2 separate regions of the Ovis aries genome follow, and region 2 is linked to region 1. Evidence: chromatin contacts called from public Hi-C data. All regions are on one chromosome and are shown on one strand. Each heading gives the region's core, a stretch centred on a gene start, on an enhancer-like site or on the middle of the called end of the contact. The rest is flanking DNA. Distances are from core to core; before and after follow the strand shown.

Region 1 (6,667 bases), core at 130-2,629:
GGAAACACTACTTTACTAGATCTGTATAAATCCCCAACTATGAAACAACTGAGCCTCAATAATCAAATAATCACTTCCAATCACTGTTGTTGGCCTAGGACACGTTAATAGGTAAACTCTTCACTTTGTTATGTGCTTGCTCGCTCTCACTCACTTGCTCTCTCTCTCTGGGACCACAGATAACAAAGAGTCAATTCAGGTTGCTATTTAGTGACAGTATTAATGACAGATGAAAGCGAGAGAGGCCAGTTTGCACATGGGCAGACAAATAAACACTTTAAAAAAATAAGGGCCATAAGCATGCTTGGTATCTTTGAAGGGCACCCAGAATACTGCCTATTTTAAGTATCTACTGCTACCTCACTGGCTTACCAGAGTACCTAAAATGTTATTAGAAAAATCTAATCCTTAGGTTGCTGCTGCTGCTGCTGCTAAGTCGCTTCAGTCGTGTCCGACGCTGTGAGACCCTAGAGACAGTAGCCCACCAGGCTCTCCCGTCTCTGGGATTCTCCAGGCAAGAACACTGGAGTGGGTTGCCATTTACTTCTCCAATGCATGAAAGTGATTAGGTTAGGCTTTTATATTTCTAGAATTCTCCTTATTAAAATGCAAATAGTCATGAAAAAGTAATAGACTGGGTCTTTGACGCATCATATTGCTTGCCATCATAACATTAAACAGACAACAGAGCTGGCACCAATAGGATAGAAAAGCATTAATCAATAAGGGGAGGGAAAAAGGTATAATTTACAAAGTATTGTCTAGAGGGAATTTTTGAGTGAATTCCCTGAGAAAAACTGGGCACACAGAGATGAGTAAGAAAGCCCTAGGTCCTGGGAGAAATGGAAAAGGAAACAAGAGTTTGAGAAAACTGAAAAAGGGAAGTTCAAATCCCAATTTGGTTTCAGGCTGGCTGGGAGGGTCAACTCCCAAAGGTTATAATCCCAGAGCAGCTGCAGAGCATGAAGCAATCCTGAATACCAGCTCTAATATCTGGTTACCAGAAAGTCTGGGAAAAGCAGCAAAACAAACTCTTAAGGCCAGTGACTGCCAATGGCATATATCAAATACAGTATAAGAGATTTCTAAACCTCTCTGTCCCCCTATCCACATTCTTCACCCCAAACCAGAAGAAAAACTAATAAGGGAGGTGAGGGGAGGCATGCAGAGAGAAATGTAGATTTGTGTAATTTGCAAAAATTCTCCAAATGATCCAAATGCTTGTGACATGTATGGTTCCTCTACAGCGACAAGCTCCTTCATCTACCTAAGTCTAATCAGATCCCCAGTCCACCAAAATGATAAGCAGGTCCAACACATTTTCAGTCCCAAACATTTCTTAAAATTTTTCTGTTTTGAACTGGAACATGATTTTGAGTGCCACCTAGTGGAAGAGACAGAGTCAACCACAAATTAAACTAAGAATAAGCAATCTTAAAGTATCAAATGTTATTTTTTATATTCTAACAGCTGAAGACAGTTTCCCAAAATGCCGCTATATGAAAGATGATTTTAGGTAGCACAAGGATAAATGCTATTTTAACTCCTTTGTATTTACTGCAATGTGTACTTTGGCCACCTCATGCGGAGAGTTGACTCACTGGAAAAGACTGATGCTGGGAGGGATTGGGGGCAGGAGGAGAAGGGGACGACAGAGGACGAGATGGCTGGGTGGCATCACTGACTTGATGGACGTGAGTCTGAGTGAACTCCGGGAGCTGGTGATGGACAGGGAGGCCTGGCGTGCTGTGATTCATGGGGTCGCAAAGAGTTGGACACAACTGAGCGACTGAACTGAACTGAACTGATACTAGAAAAAAGTATAAATGATACTTCATCATTTCACAAACATGTGAAGATAAGGCTAAATTAACACTAATTTTTTCAAAGTTAATAAATTAAAAAATACAGTATATCTGAGATTTATGTATATAAAATGAAATAACCCACATTTTAGTAGAAATAACAATATTTTAAGATATTCCTGTTTTTTTCCCTCATCAAATAAGTTCCTGAAATTATTCCACAAGAAAATTAGCATTCAATACTGCTAAACTCCTATAAAAATTTGCCTTCCTTAAAACATGCTTACCTAGACAGTTATCCTATGATTGAAAATAGTTGATTCCCTCTTATTTTGACAAATTTCATTATAGAAAACATACTTCCACTTAATCTAAATGGTTAAATACTCAGAGAACTGTTTGAACTCCTGCCAACCTATTGCAGTAGAATGCACTTTAATGACCTATGTTCTATCGTCACAGTGGTCAATTATTTATCATAGAATTCAGAGGTTTCAAGAGAGTTCTGAGCATTTAATCAGCATTCATTAGTCCTTCTATTCACTGATACTGAAACATACAAGTGAAAATTATAAGATTCATTTCATTGTCTTCTCTGATGGCCACTACATGTCTCATGTGATAAATTTCATACTGCTCAAGCTGCTAAAAAAGTCTAAAAAATTAAGTATCTGGAAAATGGAAACAGGATTATCAAGAATAGTTTAAACCAATCCTCTTTCATCTCCTGGATTGGAAACTGCTTAGAGCCTTAACAAAATCAGCATTTTTTGCCATCATCACGTTAAACAGACAATAGAGCTGTGCCCGAATAGGATAGATAAGTGATAGTGAATAAGGGGAGGAAGAAAAAGTATAATTTACAAAGCATTGTCTAGAGGGGATTTTTGAGTGAATTCCCTGAGAAAAACTGGCACAAAGAGATGAGTAAGAAAGCCCTAGATCCTGGGAGAAATAGAAGAGGAAACAGAGTTTGAGAAAACTGGAAAACAGAAGTTCAAGGAATAGATGGGGTTGTTGAATAGTCGGGTATTTACCTAACAGTAACTGCCACATGTCCCACTTAAGGCACTCAGTTTCTTTCTGAGGAGACAACACTCTTACAGTTTCCTATTTACTCCCCTGGACTCATTTATACATATTTGCATTATATATAACTTATTAATGTCTTTACCCAAATGGCAGTATACTATATACACTGACTGCTCTGCACTTCACTTTTTTCATTTAACAAAATAAGTTGAAGACTTGTTCCATTTTGATATATAATAAAGTCACTTCCTTCTTTTTAATGGGTGAAAAATATTCCATTGTATCAAGGCACCATAATTTATCCAGTCCTATAAGAAAAGACATTTTTGTTGTTTTCAATCTTTTGCTATTATAAAGAAACAGGGCATCAAACAACTCTGGACATATACTATTTGACATTGCAAATTAATGTTTAGAAGTGAAACTGCTGGGCGATGTAAACTTTGGCATCGGTTGCTGGCATTTTTTTTGGTGAGGGGCAGATCACATTAATTTTGTGGGTTAAAATTTAAAGAGCATGACACTGTATTTTAGAGTCTTCCCTACTAAGAACAGAATATCCCTTTGTGTTACATGTAATATCTTATTAACTCTAAAATACACACTTAGTCCTTTCTAAAATATGGATGCATCTAATAATCCAGGACATCTTTTAATCACTGTCAGCCAGGTGGCAGTCATGAAAGTAACTGCTCCTGGTGGCATGACAGGTCATCTGTGGTCATTTCAATGATCAATCCATTTAGAGACCATTCACTTTTCACTTTCATGCATTGGAGAAGAAAATGGCAACCCACTCCAGTGTTCTTGCCTGGAGAATCCCAGGGACGGGGGAGCCTGGTGAGCTGCCATCTATGGGGTTGCATAGAGTCGGACATGACTGAAGCGACTTAGCAGCAGCAGCAGCAGCAAGGAATAAATATGAGCCATAGTGTTGTTAGAAAGCTTTCTGTGACACCTTCTGGTAATATCAGGCAAGTACAAGCATCAAAACGAAAAAGTATCAGTGATTTGGAAGAAAATTCTTTCAAGAAATACTACAGTATCAATGCTCTTAATGGTAATAAGGACAATTTTGTGTGAGCAGGAAAAAATAATGATTTTTGATGACTGCAAGTCAAAAAGTGATTCAGAAGAATCAGACTATGTGAAGAATCAGATTTGTAATATCTTAACCGATATATTTTGTTTATATTTTTGATTTTGTAATCGCACTAGAATTCTAGTAAGTACAAAAATAAAATTCTAAGTTCTAAGAAATTGTTGCATCAGAGGTATGGGCAGCAGTTTATGTTAGTTTTATATTAAAAAAAAAAAAGAACAACCAAAATCAGTACAACTTTTAATCAGCGTCTCAGATTTGAATAAACACTGTGCTGTTATTTTAGTATTTTAGAGTTTCTCTCATATAGATTTTGCACATTCTTAAGGCTATTCCTATGTATTTTATCTTTTCCTCCATTATATTTTCTTATTAGAATGCTATTGATTTTTGCCTATTTTGTAAACAACCACCTTACTGAATTGTTTTTTTAAAAATTGCTATTATAAATTGCATTTATAATAATTTTTCAACGGATTCTTTCGGATTGTCAAGGTAAGGAATGAAATAAAATTTAAACTCTAATTATCTTAAACTATCTGCTGGAATTTAAACTCACAGAAGGTAAAGATTATGAATTATTTTTACTGTTCTATTCCCAGCACTTCCCATACTTGTGCTCAGTTGCTCAGTCATGTCCAACTCTTTGCAACCCCATGGACTGTAGCCCGTCAGGATCCTCTGTCCATGGGATTCTCCAGGCAAGAATACTTGAGTGGGTTGCCACTTCATCCTCTAGGAGATCTTCCCAACCCAGGGATTGAACCTACATCTCCTACACTGGCAGGTGGATTCTTTAACACTGAGCCACTTGGGGAAGCCTAACTTTGCATAATACGTTGCACAGATCAGACAATCAATATGTATTTGTTAAATGAGTTACATGCATATTACTTCATAAAACTTACCTCAGCCATCCCTGACAGAGATATGGAATTTAGTCTAAAAAGCCAAATGTAAGTGAGAAAATATATTCATATATATTCTCTTTTATATACAAACATACAGAGCCTGTAAGAAATTAGATATTTTATAATAAAATCTCTATATATTTGGTTATAATGACTTCTATTTTAATAACTAAAAGTCTTAATTATGAAATAAATGTTTTATTTTAAACACTTACCTTTTAGATCTTATATCTGATGAATCAAACTGGATATTCATAGGTCCAGGATTTACTTCATGATCTCCCTCAGGGATGAGAAGATGCCTAGAATCACTATCCATATTTGCCATTTTTCTCAGACTCTAAGTACTAAAGAAGTCAGTCCTGTAATAAATCAGAAAAGAGAAATAATTTAAAGTTTAATATAAGAACTATTTTACTACTGATAGGTAATACATTTGCATGTGTAAGAAATAAACACAGGAATTTGCTGAAGATATCTTAATGAGATATATGTCTAAAACACTTACATTATCAGAAACTTGCTAAGTTGAAAATAAGTTACTACTTATTTTTCAGCTTAATAAAAAAAGAAGCAAGGCAATCCATTTCCAGTAATAAAACAGATTAGGCTATTTGGGCTCATTTTCCTGCAGAAAACAACTGAAAATACTGCATAAAATATTTTAAAAAAATTTTTGAAAATAGTAAGGAAATGCAGGTCATTTGTAGGTGAAATTAAGGAACCTAGAAAGTAAGTAGCTCGAACAAGTTGGTTCCATTCTGAAGGTATGCGCTGTGCCAGGAGAAACTCTGCTGGGGTTTTCAAGATCTTGTGGAATAGTAGGGAAATAAAAGACAAACCCCAGAATTCATCCAAAGTAAGGAATGAGTATAGTAAGAAATCACCCCCTATCCCTACTTCCCATACAGCTGTGACTACAGAGCGCTTCACCATCAGATTAGGAGTTAACAGGAAGAAATCCCAAAGAAAGGTAATGCCAAAGAATGTTCAAACTACTGCACAATTGCACTGAACTCACATGCTAGCAAAGTAATGCTCAAAATTCTCCAAGTCAGCCTTCAACAATATGTGAACCGTGACCTTTCAGATGTTCAAGCTGATTTTAGAAAAGGCAGAGGAACCAGAGATCAAATTGCCAACATCCAGCTGGATCACTAAGGAAGAAAGTTTCAGAAAAACATCTATTTCTGCTTGATTGACTATGCCAAAGCCTTTGACTGTGTGGATCACAATAAACTGGAAAACTCTTCAAGAGATGGGAATACCAGACCACCTGACCTGCCTCTTGAGAAATCTGTATGCAGATCAGGAAGCAACAGTTAGAATTAGACATGGAACAACAGACTGGTTCCAAATAGGAAAAGGAATACATCAAGGCTGTATATTATCACCTTGCTTATTTAATTTATATGCACATTGTGAGAAATGCTGGGCTGGATGAAGCACAAGCTGGAATCAAGATTGCCGGGAGAAATATCAATAACCTCAGATATGCACATGACACCACCTTTATGGCAGAAAGTGAAGAGGAATTAAAGAGCCTCTTCAAGAAAGTGAAAGAGGAGAGTGAAAAAGTTGCCTTAAAGCTCAACATTCAGAAAACTAAGATCATGGCATCTGGTCCCATCACTTCATGGCAAATAGATAGAGAAACAGTGGCTGACTTTATTTTCTTGGGTTTCAGAATCACTGCAGATGGTGACAGCAGTCATGAAATTAAAAGATCCTTACTCCTTGGAAGGAAAGTTATGACCAACCTAGACAGCATATTAAAAAGCAGAGACATTACTTTGCCAATAAAGGTCCATCTAGTC
Region 2 (6,548 bases), core at 3,742-6,241, 100 kb before region 1:
GTGATCACACCTGTATGTTTCTAGGAGGATGACATACATTAAATTCAGGCCAGTGCTCTGTTTTGAAGATATCATGTGTTATCATCAAACTCATTTTCCATCAAAGGACACTTTCCAACTTTTAAGAAAGAGATATTGGGTTGGTCAACAATTTGGTCGAATTTTTCCATAAGATGTTATAGAAAAATCTGTTTGAACTTTTTGGCCACCTATACAACTCTCACTCCATAAAGTTCTTGAACAAGTTTGGGGGAGGAGTGAGGAGGTGTTGTTGGAGGAATACCTGATAAGTCATGATCAGAGAAGCTGCATATTCCTTCTGTGTGTGTGGGTCAGGCGCGACAGAGCCCACGCACCCCTGGGGTTGACTTGTGAGGGGTGGCATATAGGTCCCCAAAATCAGACAGGCTGAGTTTTGATCTCTTTAAGGTATTGGTTCTTGTCTAAAATGTATATTTGAATGTAGGGATTTGCTACCAAAGAAAGGGAAAAGAGAGGGTGTGAGAGAGAGACATTAAGATTGAAAGACGCCCCTTGTGCAAATGTTATAGTTTCTCAGGAGGGGCCTTCTCCTGGTTGAATCCTGGATGTTAATCACAGTCACAGCAAACTCGGTTGCTGTTTTCCTTACTCACACCGGGAATTCATCTGCTCCTGGCTCCCAGCACACAGTCTTGGCAATACTCGCCATGGCTGCTTTGTTTCTGAGCCGCATGGTGGAAACTGAGCAGAGCCCTTGGCTGGAGCCGTCACATCAACCCTTGGCTGACCTTCCAAACTGTACTTCTCCACGTAAAGGGGAAGAAGGCTCAGGAGCCCCGGAGAGGAGAGGGCTGGCTGGTCCCATCCAGAACTGGGGAAGCTCTGCTCAGGACAGCAGAGTTTACCAGAGTCAAGGAAGAGACACCAGCGATTCCTCTAGGGGTCAGAAAACTTATGGAAATGCCAAAAGATGACAATCCAGAGGGTTTGGAAATTTGGTCACTTTTGCACTCAGCTCCCTGACCTTTGGAAATGACGCATCGCAGTATTGAGTCCAAAACCAGCTTTGATTGATTTTTGTCTTCAGCTCTGCACTCAGGCATTTTAAGACACTGTAGAGAGGTCTCCTAATGTTTTCCACACATCATAATGGCATACAACCAGGAGAGGAATAGTGACAGCCAGAAAGAATTACAAATAGGAATAGAAGACAAAAAAAATGTGTGTGTGTGTGTGTGTGTGTAAGGGTGGGGATCTTAGGGGGACATCTGTGGGCTTAATCAGTAACTTAATCTGACAATGCAAAACTTAACCAGTTAAGAGCAAACACAACCAGTTAGGCCCCTGCCTCTTAAGGAGCCCTTACCCCTTCCTCAGGCTTTTGGGCTCTTGAGCTAGCAACAGGCAGACATGGCAGTTCCTGCTGGCTTCAATTCTGTCTGGCCTCTGGAACAAGGGCCAAGCACTTGATCATTCAGCATTCCCTGTCCTGAGCTTCCAAAGGCTACACGTGGCATTACTGGAAGCTCTTTGTTATTAGTGGGCCTGGAATTTGCCTGCTGCACCCACATCTGGCCCCCAGATGGTGGGACTGACCCAGGTGTGCCCTAAGCTGTAGGTTCCCTGTGATTATGGTCAGTCTGCCCGCCTAATCTTTTGCCTGGTCTCTGATTTTGTTATTGTTTTTTAATTTTTGCATTAAAAATATTTTTAATTGAAGGATAATTACAATATTGTGTTGGTTTCTGTCATGCATCAACACGGATCAGCCATAGGTATTATACATATGTCCCCTCCCTCTTGAGCCTCCCCAGCTTTTTCACTGGGACAAGGGCTTGCTTCAGCGCTAGCTTGGCTGCTGTGCCTGCCCTGGCTCCTGCCAATCTACTCATGCCATCTTCTCTCACTGCCTCTCCTCAACCCTATAAAAACGTTGAGGCAACCGTACAACGAATAGTTATATACCTTTCATTTAGATTTACTAATTGTTAGGACTTTGCCACACTTGCTTCTCTTTCTTCATCTTCCCGTACACACAGACACACACAGTTGTCTTTTTCTTTTGGCAGCACACCAATGGCCTGTGGGATCTTAGTTCCCCAACATCAGACTGAACCCACGCCCCCTGTAGTGGATGTTCAGAATCTTAACTACTGGACCACCAAGGAAGTCCCACATAATTATCTTGATAATATCCTTTATGGCTATATATTTTTTTCAATTCAGGATCCAATTAAGGATCACACATTGCATTTAGCTATCATGTTTCTTTAATTTTCTTTAGTCTAGAACAGCCCTCTCTTTTTAAAACTCTTTCTTTAAAAAAAGGGATTTTTTTTAGTATAGTTGATTTACGATGTTGTGTAAGTTTCAGGTGTATAGCGAAATGAATTGTTTACATATATAGACATATCTACTCTTTTTAAGATTCTTTCCCCATATAAGTCAGCACAGCATATTGAGAAGAGTTCCCTGTGGTATACAGCAGGTTCTTATTATTTATTTTTTACCTAATAGCGTGTCTTGACTTTGATATTTTTGAAGAGTTCAGGACAATTGTTTTGTAGAATGTCCACAGTCTGGATGTCTGAGTGTCTCTTTCTGGTTAGATTCAGTGGGGCCACAAGGGTCTTTTTCCATCTTCTGCACTGTTGCACATGCAGCATTTTTGGCAGTAATGCCCTCTAGGTCTGACTGCCTCTTAGGCGTAGGCTGTGCCCAGCGTCCACTTGCTGTCTTCTGTACATCACTACACAGAAACCACCGTCCCCCCCAGAGGCGATGCAGCGAGAATGGCTGAGGAGCTTGTGTGCAGGGCAGACCTGGGCCCCCAAGGGCCTGGCAAGGTTACTGCCACCAGATACCACTCTGACTACTCAGCCCAGTTGGATCAGTTCTAAATGGAAACAGCTTGAATTTTCTTTGGCTCCCACTTTCATTTGTCACAGATGAGTTCTTGGATATCCTGGGCTCTTAGAACTCTGTCATAGCCCAGTGGTACTCAGGCTGAGGAAACAAACGGGGCTGAGATCCCACAGAAGCAATATTTTAGAGGTCCCATAGGTCCAAAGGCTCTGGATCTAAACTTTGATATGTGGACAAAACTTCTGTACCTAAGTGGAAACTCCAGGTTGCTGTGATGGGCTTCAGAGACAAGATGAACCAGGAGAAGTTGAGACCAGACGTCTGGCTGAGTTCAGGGATTTGGCAGATATTAATGTTCTGCCGTTAGCAAGGAAACCAAGTTCCTCCTTGGAAAGGAAGCAGGGGTACTATAAGTTCCAAAAGTCAAAGTCGAAACCCAACCCCAGAGCTCACATGGATTGGAGGAGACCTGGAACTAGGGGTTCCTCCAAGACAGGTAGCCTTTCCTATTATTCTATGCATCCCATGACTGAGCAACATGCTTGATGGATGAGAGACACCCAACCCTTGCTATTGAATGAATGGATGACTAACTAAATTTAGATATAATTTCCAAAGAAGCAAAGTCAAATTTAGTATCCAAGAGTTCCATTTAATTGGGAGGATATAAGAGTCGGTATCTGAGGATATAGATGGGGAGAGATAGCAGAATATAGCGGAAAAGGCAATGGCACTCCACTCCAGTTCTCATGCCTGGAAAATCCCATGGACGGAGGTGCCTGGTAGGCTGCAGTCCGTGGGGTCACTAAGAGTCGGATACGACTGAGCAACTTCACTTTCACTTTTCACTTTCATGCATTGGAGAAGGAAATGGGAACCCACTTCAGTATTCTTGCCTGGAGAATCCCAGGGATGGGGGAGCCTGGTGGGCTGCCGTCTACGGGGTTGCACAGAGTCAGACACGACTGAAGTGACTTAGCAGCAGCAGCAGCAGCAGCAGAATATAGAATTTTGAGAGACATACATTGAGGGTAACTGAGTTGGAAAATGGAGTTGAGCCACAGTAAGTTGTTGAAATGTGTTATAATTCACCCTCAATTCACCTAACTCCAGATTTTTCTTTTATGATGAGCTCATTGGTGTCCTGGTTTTGTTCAGCTACTGCGTAGCCAGGAACATGCCTATCCCATCAGGCACATGATCTGCCTCTGAGAAGCTGGGAAGTCGGGCCACAAAGATGATTTTTTCCCCTTTCGTGCCCGGTTACTCATGGCAGAAACAGAAGGCGAGATGTGGACACACTCATACAATATCCAGGCTTTTCAAACATTATAAAGTGGCATGCAAGCTCACTCTCTAATATCATAAAGCTGGGAGGGAAGTCCAGAAGTGGAAACAGAAATTCCATGGAAAGAAAGCTCAGGAAGCTCCTAATAAAACATAGCTTAAACATAAAAATTCGACACTTTATTATGAAAGGAAAATAGTGAGGGGTCGGTGACTGAGCCATGGACTGCGTTCAGCATCTGAAGAGCTGGAAGCTTCCAACGAGACCTGCTAGACTGATACAGGGGCTCTGGAAGATCCCTTAATGGAAGTAAGTGCTGTGTAGGGAAAAAAAAGACTTGTCAGGTGATTCAGAAGGAAAGTATTTTTAAGATGAGAAGAGTGCAATTGTATTACCATCACCACATTTAGAGATGAATAAAAAAGGCACAGAGAAAGGAAGTGGGCTGTTACTGGGCCTCCCATAACTACAGTTCAGCTCAACTTCCTTATATAGGTTTCTTTTTTGCACACATGCTCCTAGTTTAGGTTTCTAAAATCCATGGCTTTTATTTATAGGTTAAGCACACCCCAATTTTTCTAAATACTGAAGATGATGCTGGCCAGACCTTAATTTGGGTTATCACCATGCCTAGTGCCGCCTCCCTCCTGCTTTTCTGTCTGAGTCCCTTGAGGAACCTAGGTGGCCTCTTCATTCTCTAAACTTTTGCAACTTTCTTATCCCCTTCTATCCTTTCTTTCTTCTTTCCTTCCTCTTTCTTTTTTTTCTTTTTTGCTAACGTGTCAGTACAGCCGAGCCCTCCTGATCCCTGTTGGCTGCACAGACCCAGCTCCAGCTCTGTCCTTTTACTGGGGAACTGATGTCAGCCAGGTTGGATTACAGCCCGGCAGCCGTTCTGCTGCTAATGAATTGGCGTGGAGAACAAAACACTGCAACTCTCCTGGAACAGTTTTGTCATCTATAATTGGAGCACAGAAAACCTCGGGGTTTGGAAAAGAACAAATGTCACTGGAGTTTGCTTATTTGCCTTTGGGATGTCAGGACCCCCGGTTCACCACACCCTGAAAGTTTATCTGATTACAGAACTCCTGCAAATAACAAAAGGTTAAAGGAAAACCCCACCCTTGTAGCATTTCCCTACTCATTTCCCACCCTTCAGGACTGGCTGGCAGGCTTGGGTCAGGAAAATTTTTATATTTATAGTCCTATGAATAAGGGGACCAGACTTGGCCACTTCAAAAGGGCTGAGCGAATCTTGGAAAGCTGAGATTGAAAGAATGCTTAAGGAGCATTAAGGCCAACAGTCTCCTCTGAGTATGAGAAACTGAAGCCAGAGAGGTTGCTGGGTGTTAAGGGTTGAATTGTGTCTCCTCAAAGTTCATGTATTGAAGCCTTAACTCTCAGGATCTCAGAAAGTAACCTTATTTGCAGATAAAATCTTTACAGATATACAAGTTAAAGTGAGGTAATTGGGGTGGGTATAATCCAATATGAATGGTGTTCTTATAAGGAGGAGAAGTTTGATGTATACAGGGAGAATGTTCTGTGAACATGAAGTCTGCAAGCCAAGGAGAGGGGCAGGGAACAGATCTCATCTCACAGCCTTCAGAAGGCAACAGCCTTGCCAACACTTTGATTTTGGGATTTCTAGCCTCCAGAACTGGGAGACAATAACTTTTTGTTCTTTAAGCTCAGTTCGTGCTACTCTTTTAGAGCACCCCTAGCAAACTATTGTATCTGAAATCTCAGTTCAAGAATGGCCACACAGGTATGGTCTTCTAACTCCCTTGTCTAAGGATTCTTTCATCATATTGCCACCTGGATTAGATACATACTATGAAAGTACTACATTAGAGAAAACAAGAGTACTTTTCAAGACGGACAGTTTGTCTAAGAATTTGAGGAGTAATGTCTCTGATTGTCCATGCTAGAATCTAGCTGGCAAATCCATGCTAGAATCTTTATATGTAAATGTGTAAATCATAGGTCACGGTGAAACAATATTTATTCAACCAAAGTGACAATAAAAGGTTTTTAAGGGCTTTCCATTGGAGCTTGTGGTAAAGAACCCGCCTGCCAATGCAAGAGATGTAAGAGACTCAGGTTTGATCCCTCGGTCAAAAAAATCCCCTGGAGAAGGGCACAGCAATGGACAGAAGAGCCTGGCAGTGTACAGTCCATGGGATCACAAAGTTGGACACGACTGAATCGACTAAGCACGCATGCACGCATGGCAAATACAGATCATTTAGAAGGCAAATGAATTCACAATTTGTTATCAAAAGTAGCTCAGCATTCCAAGAAAACTTTGTGCTCTTAACAGAGGGAAAGTGAACCGAAATCCAGTCCTGCACTGGCCCACTCTCAATAACAAAATTTATTTACCTATTTAAGTTTAATCCAATCCCAGGCT

What was found. Hi-C and Micro-C count contacts between places; a contact is called where the count stands out from the background.
Region 2: a contact with region 1 is called in a Hi-C map of liver, with 3 times the contacts expected there. The contact joins two enhancer-like sites. A contact is called at or near these places in 5 of 16 Hi-C or Micro-C datasets (liver, mixed tissues, muscle and 1 more).

What each region holds. Positions count from the first base shown.
Region 1 is chr16:23,645,298-23,651,964 of ARS-UI_Ramb_v3.0, reverse strand. SLC38A9 (solute carrier family 38 member 9) reads right to left here. Exons shown (of 14, transcript XM_060400421.1): 2 at 5,066-5,212. The coding sequence starts at 5,178. Among named protein-coding and RNA genes, the nearest start is that of SLC38A9, 15 kb to the right of the region's middle. Within about 2 kb of position 1,379, at least 3 of the 54 cell types and tissues checked have an H3K27ac peak or open chromatin away from gene starts, as enhancers often do. A contact at or near this core is called in liver, where this site is marked.
Region 2 is chr16:23,752,949-23,759,496 of ARS-UI_Ramb_v3.0, reverse strand. No RefSeq gene overlaps it. Among named protein-coding and RNA genes, the nearest start is that of PLPP1, 59 kb to the left of the region's middle. Within about 2 kb of position 4,991, at least 20 of the 54 cell types and tissues checked have an H3K27ac peak or open chromatin away from gene starts, as enhancers often do. A contact at or near this core is called in liver, where this site is marked.